Regions from separate parts of the Pan troglodytes genome. Here region 2 is linked to region 1. A link is a contact called in public Hi-C data. All regions are on one chromosome and are shown on one strand. The core of a region is the stretch at or near the end of the contact, and the rest is flanking DNA. Distances in the headings are between cores, read along the strand shown. Region 1 overlaps EFCAB2 (EF-hand calcium binding domain 2). Region 2 holds the start of HNRNPU (heterogeneous nuclear ribonucleoprotein U).

The links. Hi-C and Micro-C count contacts between places; a contact is called where the count stands out from the background.
Region 2: a Hi-C map of induced pluripotent stem cells shows a contact between it and region 1, with 2.5 times the contacts expected there. The contact joins the promoter of HNRNPU here to the enhancer-like site in region 1. A contact is called at or near these places in 3 of 7 Hi-C or Micro-C datasets (induced pluripotent stem cells and stem cell-derived neural progenitor cells) and 1 of 1 datasets of contacts at active chromatin or transcription factors (stem cell-derived excitatory neurons).

The regions. Positions count from the first base shown.
Region 1 is chr1:4,101,062-4,107,942 of NHGRI_mPanTro3-v2.0_pri, forward strand. All of the region lies in intron 3 of EFCAB2 (EF-hand calcium binding domain 2), which reads right to left. It overlaps LOC112207073 (U6 spliceosomal RNA), which reads right to left and starts at 6,559; the gene lies at 6,456-6,559. Within about 2 kb of position 3,405, at least 3 of the 24 cell types and tissues checked have an H3K27ac peak or open chromatin away from gene starts, as enhancers often do. A contact at or near this core is called in induced pluripotent stem cells, where this site is marked.
Region 2 is chr1:4,289,884-4,296,124 of NHGRI_mPanTro3-v2.0_pri, forward strand. HNRNPU (heterogeneous nuclear ribonucleoprotein U) reads left to right here and starts at 2,473. Exons shown (of 14, transcript NM_001280278.1): 1 at 2,473-3,280; 2 at 4,212-4,323; 3 at 4,408-4,481. The coding sequence starts at 2,647.

The DNA of each region.
Region 1 (6,881 bases), core at 2,155-4,654:
GGCCGGGCGCGGTGGGTCACGCCTGTAATCCCAGGAGTTTGGGAAGCCAAGGCGGGCAGATCACCTGAGGTCAGGAGTTCGAGACCAGCCTGGCCAACATGGTGAAACCCCATCTCTACTAACAAGAGCGAAAATCCGTCTAATAAAAAAAGGGAAAAGAAAAAAGAAAAAAAAGAAAACGGGGATAAGAACAAAAGAAAGTCACTCACAATGGGAGAAAAGTAGATTAAGTAGCTTTCTGGCTCAAGAATGAACATCTTCTCTGGGTCTTCCAGGAGGAACAGTCCTCACATCCCTCTCCCCTTATACCAGGATCATGATCTGCATGGATGTGAGAAAAAATAGCCTCTAGCCATCAGGTTCGTCTTCGCAGAATCCAGTTCTACAGTGACTTATTACACGTGCCAGACTCTGGTGTAAGGTGCTTTAAATATTCTTCCTCACTTCTTCCTCATGACAGCTTTGTGTGAAAGGTACTATTTTACAGATGAGGAAAAGTGAACCACAGAAAGGTTAAGACATTTTCCCAAGATCACACGGGTAGCAAATGGTGGAAACGGGATTCACACACACAGCCTAGCTCTCATGCTACCTGCCACTGCAACTGCTGCCTCTCACAAATCTCAGTCAAGCATTCAGACTTGAAGGAGAACTTCTGAACTATAACACAGTGCTTCCAAAGAAAGCTGTGGATATTCCACCCCACGGGAGCTTTGGCCGTAGGTCCAGGGCCGCAAATTGTTGACCCAAGTGACAAATTTGGCCATCGGATATTTTTGTTGTTGTTGTTGTTGTTTATTTTTTCTTATTACAGTTTTTTTTTAGTCTAGGATTGGCGTGTTTATTTGTTTAGGTGGGGCATACATACATGTCATGAGTACAGTATGAACTCTGTCGGATTCTCACTTTTATATCACAGGCTGGCCCCCATAAGAATTTCGGTCTATCACTCCCAGAAAATATCAGTTTTGTACTGTTTAGAAATGCACCTGCAAGAAGCAGAGGAATGAGCCAAATGACACCTTAACCCAAGTGATCTGACTCTAAGATGATTTTTAAGAGCACACACAGACACTGTGGCTTATGTCAGAGAATGTTCTTGTCTCAGAAGCCCACACTGAGGCTGGGCACAGGGGCTCACGCCTGTAATCCCAGCACTCTGGGAGGCCGAGGTGGGTGGATCACTTGAAGCCAGGAGTTGGAGACCAGCCTGGCCCACATGGCAAAACTTTGTCTCTACTAGAAATACAAAAATTAGCCAGCTGTAGTGGTACACACCTGTTAAGTCCAGCTACTCGAGAGGCTGAGGCATGAGAATCACTTGAACCTGGGAGGTGGAGGTTGCGTGAGTCGAGATTGAGCTACTGCACTCCAATCTGGGTGATGGAGTGGGACTCTGTCTCAAAAAAAAAAAAAAAAAAAGAAAAAGAAAGAAAGGAAGACCCCAGCAGTGCACACCTATAGTCCCAGCTACTTGGGAAACTGGGGTGGGAGGACCACTTGAGCCCAGGAGTTCATGTCCATTTCCCACCTGGACAATATAGCAAGACACCTTTCTCCAAAAAAAAAAGAAAGAAAGAAGATCCACAGTGAAGCATTTCAGGGAAAGGTTACAATGTTTACAATTTACTCTCAAATAGTCTAGCAAAATGGTGATGATGAAAATAATAATAATAAAATGTATAAATAGGTATGTGTGTTTGTGCATATATAGAGAGAAACAGGGGAGAGAGGGAGAAGGAGAAAGAGGAGGCGAAAACAAATGTGGCAGATCATGAGGGATTGGCGAATCTAAGTAAAAGTGCGCAGGAGTTCAGGGCAACACTCTTACCGTTTAGAAGTTTGAAATTTTTTAAATAAAAAGATTTTATTTAAAAAAAAAACAAGATAAGCACATTTCACTCTCATCCATCAAAACCACAGTAATAACAAAGGATAACAGAAACCCTGCCTCATATACATAAACTACTTATACAACAATTTACTCTTGTGTTATACTATCTGTATCACTTTGGCTTGACAAGCTGGTTATGAAGGATGTCTTAATCCTCAGTTTCATAACAAAATATATTAGTTACAACATTTTCACTCAGTACTTCAGAAACTTGGCGACCCTGGATAGACCTAAAATATTGTTTCCTGAAGTAAAAGTTGAGATGAGGCTGTGTATCAGCCTACCATTCCTTGCAGGTAAAAGAAAGGCACAGTGGACCCTTCAACAACATGGTGGGAACAACACAAGCCCACTTAGATGTGGATTTTCTTCTGCCTCTGCCACTCGAAACAACAAGACCAACCCCTCTTCCTCCACCTCCTCCTCCTCAGCCTCCTCCACGTGAAGATGAGAATCAAGACCTTTATGATGATCCACCTCCTCTTAAGGAGGAGTAAATATATTTTCTCTTCCTTTTTTTTTTTTTTTTTTGAGACAGAGTCCCGCTCTGTCACCCAGGCTGGAGTGCAGTGGCACCATCTCAGCTCACTGCAACCTCCACCTCTGGGGTTCAAGCGATTCCCCTGCCGCAGCCTCTCAAATAACAGAGATTACAGGTACGTGTCACCATGTTCAGCTAAGTTTATTTTTTTATTTTTAGTAGAGACGAGGTTTCACCATGTTGGCCAGGCTAGTCTCAAACTCCTGACCTCAAGTGATCCACCTGCTTTGGCCTCCCAAAGTGCTAGTGCTGGGATTGCAGGCATGAGCCACTGCACCAGCCCCTTATGATTTTCTTAATAACATTTTCTGTTTTGTTTTGTTTTGTTTTGTTTTTTTTGGAGATGGAGTCTAGCTCTCTCGACCAGGCTGGAGTGCCGTGGCACCATCTCAGCTCTCTACAACCTCCACCTCCCAGGTTCAAGCGATTCTCCTGCCTCAGCCTCCTAAGTAGCTGGGATTACAGGCACCCGCCACCACGCCTGGCTAATTTTTGTATTTTTAGTGGAGATGGGGTTTTACCATGTTGGCCAGGCTGGTCTTGAACTCTTGGCCTCAAGTGATCCACCTGCCTCAGCCTCCCAAAGTGCTAGGATTACAGGCGTGAGCCACTGCACCTGGCCTAATGTTCTCTCTTATTAAAGTAACATTAGTTTACTTTAGTGTAAGAATACAGTAGATAATCCATATAACATACAAAATATGTTAATTGATGTTTATGTTATCAGTAAGGTTTTCAGTCCACAGCAGGCTGTTAGTTGTGTTTCGGGAGGGTCAAAAGTTACATGTGGATTTTCAACGGTAGGGGAGATCAGTGCTCCAAACCCCCACGCTGCTCGAGTCAAGTGTGTGTGGAAAAGACGAAGCCCTTTTCATCCTTCACGAAGGCTGATGAAAGCAGCACTGCAGGCGGCTCCCTGCTGCTGGAAGAGAGATGGCTTTTCAGATGGACTCGTTGAGCCCCAGGCTCAGCTCATCAGCGGTAGCAATGGCTCGCCCTCTAAAACGGAGCAGCGGCTCCCAGCTGAAGGATCACACTGACCTCAGCTCAAGGCAGCTCACCAGTCAGGTGCCTTTCAGTGGCAATTTGTTGACGTAGTTGCCCAGTAAAGGCAATATAAGACAGCGAGTGAGAAGAAAAAAATACAAGGGCAAATGAGGTAGGGGAAGGGAGGTGGTGTTTAAATATTAATCGCCCTTTCCTCTCAAATGTCTCTTTCCTCAAATGATAATGGAATGAGATGCATTTATTTCAAAAGGCCTTCCAAATTCCTTGAGATGAGAATAAAAACAAATTACAGCAGAAGCAAAAACGACTCGGAGCTTCTCTTGTCCTCCCATGTTCTGAAATACGGGGCTAGAGGCACAAATGACCGAATGATCCTATGCACTATCCTCGCATCGTATTTCTGGTGCCAAAGACATGGGAAAACAGCAGAAGGGGCCAGGTGGGCCCTGCACATGTCCAGATGGTATCCGGATGGAGCTGGGATCCTGGCCACAGTGGAGGAAACCGTATTGCTAACAGTTCAGCCTCAGGAGTAGTGAGGATCCTAAAGGTGAGCTAAGAATAAAAGAGACGGCGAGAAGGAGCACAGGTCGGAAAAGATCAGGCCATTCATTCTGAGAAAGAGATCAAGGTCTGTCTGCAAAGGGAGACAGCTGAAGAAAAAAATGTAAAAACACTGAAATAAGTGAAAAGAAAGTTACAGGAGATAGGAAAAAAAATTCATAGCTTAATGATGAAAATAAAAGAAAGAAGTTTAGAAATAAGAAAACAATACATTAGACAGGAACTAGAAAATGAAACAAAAATATAACATAATTGATAAAATCATATATAATATTAAGGTTGGTTAACCTATTTCTACTAAATGAAACTTTGAATTAAGTGAATTGATTGAAGATTAAAGTAAAGCTTTTAGGCCAGGCTGAGGCAGGGCAATAGGGTCTGGAGGCAGGGATCCTAAGGCTATTTCACACTGACTTCCTAGAACTAAATTGAAAGGAAAACCCTAACTTTCCAGCCTAAGTAACAAAAGGACCAGAGGCTACTCCCTTTGCAAACTCACTACCTTTTCTGGTAGGCAGATGGGAAATTGGCTGTCTGCAACAAACCAGACTGACTGCGGGTTGAGTCTTCGTTTGCATCTTTGTTCACTCCGGCCTCTGAATGGTTGCTGTCCACAACCAGTGAGACTGATGGCTGCTGTCCACAACCAGTCAGACTGATGGCTGCTGTCCACAACCAGTCAGACTGATGGCTGCTGTCCACAACCAGTCAGACTGATGGCCTGCCAAGTCTTTGTTTGCATAGAGGTATAACTTTGTAACTTCACCCTAGCCTCTGATTGGCTGCGAAAACCAACTCCTGTTTGCACAGGGGTGTGACCTTTGTAACTTCACTTCAGCCTCTGGTTGGCTGCTTTCTGCAACCATTCAGACGGACTGTGGGCTAGCACTTCATTTACATGAGATGGACATGAAGTGGCCAATGGAAAACTGCTAGCGGGTATTTGGACCCAAGAAGATTCTGCATCTGGGCCCTGGAGCTGCTGCTCTGGCCCACTCCCACACTGTGGAGTATACTTTCATTTTCAGTGAATCCCTGCTTTTGTTCTTTTGTTGCTTCATACTTTACTTTGCTTTGCTTTGCTGGGCATTTTGTCCAATTCTTTGTTCAAAATGCCAAGAACCTGGACAACTTGCAGTCACAACCCTCGACCAGTGACAAGGCAAGGTGGCTCACACCTGTGATCCCAGCACTGTGGAAGGCTGAGGCGGGAGGACCACCTGTGTCCAGGAGTTCAAGACCACCCTGAGCAACACAGTAAGACCCTGTTTCTACAAAAAAATGTAAAATTAGCCAGGCATGGTGGTGTGTGGCTGTAGTTCCAGCTACCCCGGAGGCTGAGATGAGAGGATGACTTGAGCAGGCGAGGTTGAAGCTGCAGTGAGCTCTGGGATGCTGCCATCACACCGCAGCCTGGGTGACAGAACAAGACTCTGTCTCAACATAAATAAATTCAATTAAATTAAAGCAAACTTTTAAAACCATTTTTAACATTATTAAAATTATTAAAGAATTTAAAATTATTGAAGTTATCTTTTCAAAAAACTATTTAAAAAACTGAAACCAAGCCAGGCATGGTGGCTCACACCTGTAATCCCAGCACTTTGTTGGGGCTGGGTCGGGGGAGGGGGTACCGAGGCAGGTGGATCACTTGGGGTCAGGAGTTCAAGACCAGCCTGACCAACATGGTGAAATGCCGTCTCTACTAAAAATACACAAACACACACACACAAATAGCCAGGCGTGGTGGCAGGTGCCTGTAATCCCACCTACTAAGGAGGCTGAGGCAGGAGAATCCCTTGAACCCGGGAGGGGGAGCCGAGATGGCGCCACTGCACTCCAGCCTGGGCAACAGAACGAGACTCCGTCTCAAAAAAAGTAAATAAATAAATACATAAATAAATAAATAAATAAATAAATCCAGCCTGGGTGACAGAGTGAGACTCCGTCTCAAAAATAAATAAATAAATGATAAAATAAAATAAAAAACTGAAACCAATGTAGTAAAATAAAATTAAAATCGTTTTTTAAAGTTTAATAATTCCTTCTTTTGTTAAGCTTTTGGAGTAGAGAAAAAAGATATAAACTCGTTTTGCATATAGTAATGGGCTGGTTATCACTGGCTCCTCATAGGCAAAAAGTCCTGATTTGGATCCTTTTTTATTTCCATTGTGGTTTTATTTCCATTGTTCCAAGATCGATTTCAAGCTGCCAATTACAAACATGAAATCACTAAAGGTGGAGTCTGGAAGAAATGACAATAGCATACCATTATATGGTACAGCCACCACACATACACTAGACACAAATAACCTCAAAGCATAAGTATGAGTAAAATATAGGAAAGTAATTACGAAGTGGTAAATTGTAAGCATTTATTACAATTACCTTTCTTTTTGTCATTGTTAATAAAAGCATTTATTTTGCATGTTATACAGAATAACCTGAAAAAATATGGAACGCTTCACAAATGTGTGTGCCAGCCTGTGTAGGTGCCATGCTCATCTTCTCGATGTTGCTCTGATCTTAGATAAGTGCTGCTGAAGAAAGCACCCTTGCTTTTTAATATAACTGAATTAAGTCTATATAATTTATTTTTAATATGAACTAGCTTTAACAATACTTTGCAGAATTCCTGAAAGTTAACCATTAGCTCTTGTGAGCTGGGATAAGTCGGCACGGTCTGGATCCAGCACACCACTGATGGTGAGAGTCAAAATCACTTCATTCAGACAGCTAAAGAGGCCTTCCTGGGGCCGTCCCTGCACGGGTTCATCTCCTCAACAGCGAGAGTGGCCAGGAGCAACTCACTCAGTATTCTACCATGTACACAAAACAGAAATCGAATACTACTCTTGAAAAAAACATTTTGTC
Region 2 (6,241 bases), core at 1,223-3,722, 190 kb after region 1:
AGCTAGATATGCAGAGCACCAAAACTTTGTAGTTACCTCTCACAGATCAATTATTCATAGGTCATTCTTGAATCATTTTTTGTTATTGAGAATTAACTTGTCTCCTCCGGCACGCGGTATTCTTGGTAGCCTCTAGGATTTCACACAGGGGGAATTTAAATAGTCTTAGAGGTCCTTCAGAGATTTACAGGAAGTGACCTGCACTTTAACAGGTCTCTGTAGAGCAGGACTATCATGATAGCATTAAAAATATAAGAAGCAAAAATGATCAATAAGATGTCACCATTTGTACTTTGAAGTGGTAGCATAAGACTATGGAATGGCATATTTCCTCTGTTTGTGAAAAGGATAGTATGATGATGGTTCTTTGAGCAGAAATTGTTTTTCTTTCAAATGCTGTCTAAGGCAGCACAATGTAATAGAAAGCCCATTGGTGTGGGGGGTGAGGGTCCCAGCTTCCTGGGCAGTAAAATGAACAGGACTGCAGATCGATCTCCAGGCCCCATCCAGCTCTCAAGTTCTCCAAAACTTTTGGAGATAAAGCCATAGAACTTTCTTGTGAGCATCAAAAGTTGTATTTCATGTTTATTATTGCAACTGACTTAATGTTCCAAGAGTGACTGTTACAGATCTACTATATGTAGATATACAAACTTTGTTTTCATAGTTTAGTGTTTTCCAGTAAATGAAATTTGTTTTCATATAACTAATATTTAAAGGTGTAAATAATATCTAGGACACATAAATTTAAGGAACCATCATAATTGTATTTAACTCTGATTCATTAAGGGATTATCTAGTTTGTGAACATGTAAACCCCCTGTAGCTCTCTTCCCATTTCTGAACGAAGACAAAATTTCAAATTCCAGTTTGTGGCTTATTCATACCTTCAAAATTATAACCAAAGGCTAAAATGAGTTTCTGGTACTGTTTGGAAGTTTCTATTTTGGGGGCTATCCTCACCACTGAACTTGAACTGGGGATTATCAGTAGTACTGTACATAGTCCATTAATTTCAAGTCAAATCATTTCACAAGTGTTAATATTTCACGTATACATGACTGCAAGGTATGGTAGAATGCTTCATAAAAGCTACTGAAAATAAACTTCAAAAATAAAATGTATCAATTAGTTAAATCATATTAGCCTATGGGAGAAATTTCAATGTGTTTACTTCCAAATTTCAAATTAATAATGGGGCAATATTATTGTGCCACCTAGAGCACCAAACAGTGGGTATAAACCATCTCCTTAGTCAGATGGAACACTGGCTGGACACTGCAGATTATCTAGGGCTTAAGATGTTAACCTCTATCACGAATCTAAATTCTGACTTCCCTATCTAAAACTTCGAGAACATCACATCTTTTATTTAAAGAGAAAAAGTAAACTTCTAACATATAAAATAACGGATTTCTTTTCAAGAGCGATAGTCCATTTTTCTTTTTACAAAATCACAGCCCTTGATTTTTCATAAACTTTAAGTTTCAGAATAATTTGGTCAAGAGTATTTCTACAGGAATAGGAAGAGAATCAAGTGGGCCTATAATCAAAGACTTAGCTGGGTCTCACCCTCACGGTTAGCTACTGGGACTTCGTAGCTGATGACCAGGTCCTAAAGTGGACAGAACAAGTGTTACTGGAGGTCCGTCTTCGTGGTAGGTACAGAAAACTTGGAAATGCAATTCTGAGGTTTATTCAGGGCTACTAAGAGCATGAGAACAGCTGCCCTGCAAAGGCAGGTAAACTAAGGTTTGCAGTACGGAGTAGTAAGCAAAGCCTCTACTTCCCAGGCCCCGCACCCGGGGTGTGGAACAGACAAAAGAACGGTTCTGCCCTTGCCCTTCTCGAACTTAAAATCCAATTCGCAAGGCAGGACTCACACAAATTAAACCAAATACAGTATTATGAGGAAAAGAGCCGCTGCGTGTTAACAGTTGCCAATGTATGCTATACCAGTCAAAACTGAGATACGATTTGAAGGAGTTTTAAACGAAGAGCTGGAGAAACACATAAGAAGGCAGATCTAAGATGGAAGAAAAGGCGGATTCGGGTTGAAACGCCAAGTTGAGGACTGAAGAAAGCATTTGGATAAAGCAGCCTCCAAGCTGGGAAGGAGAAAAGCCAAACGAGTATAGCCACCAAAGACCCAGAAAGGCCAATATATCATGCAGTGAGTCGGTTGAACTGAAAGGCGGTTTCCTTTTCCTCCATTTGCTCAGTCCCAATTGGAAGCGCACTGCGCGGCCTCTACAGCGCTCTCCGCCCGGGTTCGGCGTGGGGGCGGGGAGGTAAGTACGGTAATGGGCGGGGCCGAGCGCGGGCGCGCTCCGGCTTTCCTCCTGCGCAGCGCTCCCGTCAGCGCAGGGGGCGGGGCGCCTATATTACGTGAGCGGCGCCGCTCCTGCGAGAGGACGTTGCGTGCTCGCTCGCGCCAGGCGAGTCTCCGCGTCTCCCTCGCGAACTCGGTGAAAGGAATTGGCGCCGTTCGACAGCAGGCGGATCCGCTCTGCAGCACGAACCCATCTCCAGCCGCAGCCGCAGCCGCCGCCCCGGCCGAGGAGCAGCCGCAGCAGCCGCCACCAGTGGCCGAGTGAGCGGAGCCGAGTTTGAGGCAGCGCCTAGCGGTGAATCGGGGCCCTCACCATGAGTTCCTCGCCTGTTAATGTAAAAAAGCTGAAGGTGTCGGAGCTGAAAGAGGAGCTCAAGAAGCGACGCCTTTCTGACAAGGGTCTCAAGGCCGAGCTCATGGAGCGACTCCAGGCTGCGCTGGACGACGAGGAGGCCGGGGGCCGCCCCGCCATGGAGCCCGGGAACGGCAGCCTAGACCTGGGCGGGGATTCCGCTGGGCGCTCGGGAGCAGGCCTCGAGCAGGAGGCCGCGGCCGGCGGCGATGAAGAGGAGGAGGAAGAGGAAGAGGAGGAGGAAGGAATCTCCGCTCTGGACGGCGACCAGATGGAGCTAGGAGAGGAGAACGGGGCCGCGGGGGCGGCCGACTCGGGCCCGATGGAGGAGGAGGAGGCCGCCTCGGAAGACGAGAACGGCGACGATCAGGGTTTCCAGGAAGGGGAAGATGAGCTCGGGGACGAAGAGGAAGGCGCGGGCGACGAGAACGGGCACGGGGAGCAGCAGCCTCAACCGCCGGCGACGCAGCAGCAACAGCCCCAACAGCAGCGCGGGGCCGCCAAGGAGGCCGCGGGGAAGAGCAGCGGCCCCACCTCGCTGTTCGCGGTGACGGTGGCGCCGCCCGGGGCGAGGCAGGGCCAGCAGCAGGCGGGAGGTAAGAAGAAGGCGGAAGGCGGCGGAGGCGGCGGTCGCCCCGGGGCTCCGGCGGCGGGTGAGTGCTGCGTTGTACGTTGCGCGCGGCGGGAGGCCCGCGCGGGGTGGGGACCGTGCCCCAGGCCTGCCGGAGCCCCGCAGGGGGAGGGAGCCCCGGGCGGGAGGGCGCCGCGGTGAGGGTGGGGGAGGGGGCGCGGGGAATCCCAGATGAGCCGAGAGGCCTCGGGCTCGGGGCGTGTGTGCGCGCGCGCGCGCGTGTGTGTGTGTGTGTCGGCGGTGGCAGCGCCTCCATTATGTGGCTCGAGAGCCGGGGGGAGCTGCAGCTGCCGCTGTAGGGGGAGGAGCCGCGGGCGGGCGGCGGGAGGGAGCCCGGTCGGCCCGCGGTGGCGCCGTCGCGCTGCGTGCGCGCGGTGCGGGCACATGTCTCGGGGGGAGGGGAGAGGCCCCAGGTCCCGGGGCGGGCGCGCTTTGGCGGCTCCTCGCCGCTGTATTGTGCAAGGAGCGCAGGGGCTCGGCGTGACGTCACTTCCGGCGGGAGGAGCCGGGCGGGGCGGGGGGCGGAAGATCAGTACAATGCGGCCGCGGGGAGCGCGGGCCCGCGGGGGAGGGGAGCGCCGCCGCGCCGGGCTCGGCCCCTCCCCCTCCCCGCGCCCTCTTCGGGATACACGTGGGCTTCGGGCCTGGGCCGCGCAGTTTTTCTTTGGCTTTCTCGAATCATCGAGGAGACTGGCAAAATTAGTAACGTCTTTAGACTGCGTCACTAGCGCCAATCGAATTCGTAGTTGATTGTTCTTTGAATTCACATTTGAGTCCTCGGTTAAAACCTCAGTTAAAAAGCAGGATAAAGTCGAGCTGCTTTGGTTCTCGGAACGGAAAAGCGTTTTTTTGTTGTTTAGAGGCTTGGCCTTTTATGGGGCTCGTGTGTGTTTCAGGGGACGGCAAAACAGAACAGAAAGGCGGAGATAAAAAGAGGGGTGTTAAAAGACCACGAGAAGATCATGGCCGTGGATATTTTGAGTACATTGAAGAGAACAAGTATAGCAGGTATAGGATGCTCACCTAGTTTTACTCATCCCTTACTCGTTCGTTGATCGGAAAGCTGTATCAGGAGACAATTCTGTCTTTCAGAGCCAAATCTCCTCAGCCACCTGTTGAAGAAGAAGATGAACACTTCGATGACACAGTGGTTTGTCTTGATACTTGTAAGTGAAGCTGTTTCTCCCCAATTATGAAATGCGGTGATGGTGGTTTTTTTTTTTTTTTTTTTTTGGTTCCAGAATGTTAGAAAACTTAATGCTTAAGTGCAGCAAAACTTGGGTTAGTTTTTTTAAAAGCAGGAAGATAATGGTTTACATTCAGAACCTAGTAGTTTAATATTTAGCACGTCATCAGTTGTATTAAGTGGATTATTTTACAGGCTCTAGGAGTTTCGTATTTTTATGAATTGAAAGTTCTCATTCTTAGGAAATGTAAAATTAATGCCAGTTTTTGATTAGCTAACGGAAACTTGTAACACTACCTATGATTTAGCCTTACAGGCTTCTACAATAAAGTAATTCATTTTTTTGTGGAATTATATTAAGTGAGCTATTTGGGCTAGTTAAATATTTACTAATGACTTCTCCCATTAGCACACAAGTATATTCCCTATTTTAAAAGATTGTAATACTACTTTTTCAATAACTGCTCTTTTGTTCTCAATTCCAGTTCAGTAGCTGCTGCTTTAAACATAAGTTGATTTCTTCCAAAGACCTGAGGCAGCAGCAGTGGGCTATCACTGGGCCACTAGCTTTCTTCAGCAGCGAATGGTATCAATGGCAGTGCAGCACTGTAAATAAATACTGCTACTTTACCCAGTTGGGTTGCAATTGAGTGAGAAAGTATCGCAAACCTCTAAGTGGGCTTTGACTGTCAGACTTGTTTTTTTTTTGTTGTTGTTACAAAAAAACGTAGTTGGTTTAGTGATGAGAATGTACAACTCTGGGTGTGATAAATAGACCAAAGGATAAAAATAACTGTTTCAAAAGTATCAGCTATGGTGTCAGCCTGCTGTGTTAGATGGAAGGCATTGGAGCTTAGCTTCTCATGTTTTCTTGTACAAATTGGCTTTATTCAGATTTGTAAGAGTGTCAATGTAAAAGTCTTTCTTACTGGAATATCCTTTACAGAAGGTTGAGATAGTCATCTGAGCCTTTTTAAAAGAAAAAACTGCAGGTGAAAAAGGAGTTAGTTGATTTGAAAGTTTTAGTGAAATTCTGGGTTGTATAAATAAGAAGTTGCTAGGAATTGGCAAGGTAGTGAAGTGGTGACTCACACAGGTAATGTAATTGTTAGATTTTTTAGCAAATCAGGAATATGTCAATATATAAGTACAATGTTGAATTCAAACAATCTGTTGAATTAAATTCTGTTAATTAGAATAATTCTAATTTAAGAAAAATTCCAAACTGTAGATTTATTTTTCTCTGATCAGTAAAAAGAAAATGAGTTCCAGCTTGACTTTAGCTGTTCAAGTGAGAAGTCTGAGGAAGTGCATGTTAATGAGCCAGTGACCCATAGGTAGCTGGGTTAAAGACACTTTGGATTTGGATAATCCGGGAAGCAATTAATCCCTAATTGTTGAACAGGCAGTCCTGGGTAAAGAGGACCTAAAATGCTGCACTATTAACAGCATTAGACGGCCAGGTTTGTACTTCATAGATTTAGGCTGTCTTCTTCACAAGTTTTAGAAAAAGAATTTAGGAGCTAGAGCCCTGGTGCAGGATCAACAGCAGCTCATACTCCTATTTTAAAATAATTTGATCGTGGCCTCCCTTCAGTTTTAATGTGGCACTGGTAAATCTACCTGGTTCTGGCATGCTTCACTTTGATTTCCTGCTATCCTCTACTGCTTGCCTCTAAATCAAGGTAAAGAGCAGAGCAGGTATGTATTAATGTCACATTGTCTTGATTATTTTAAATA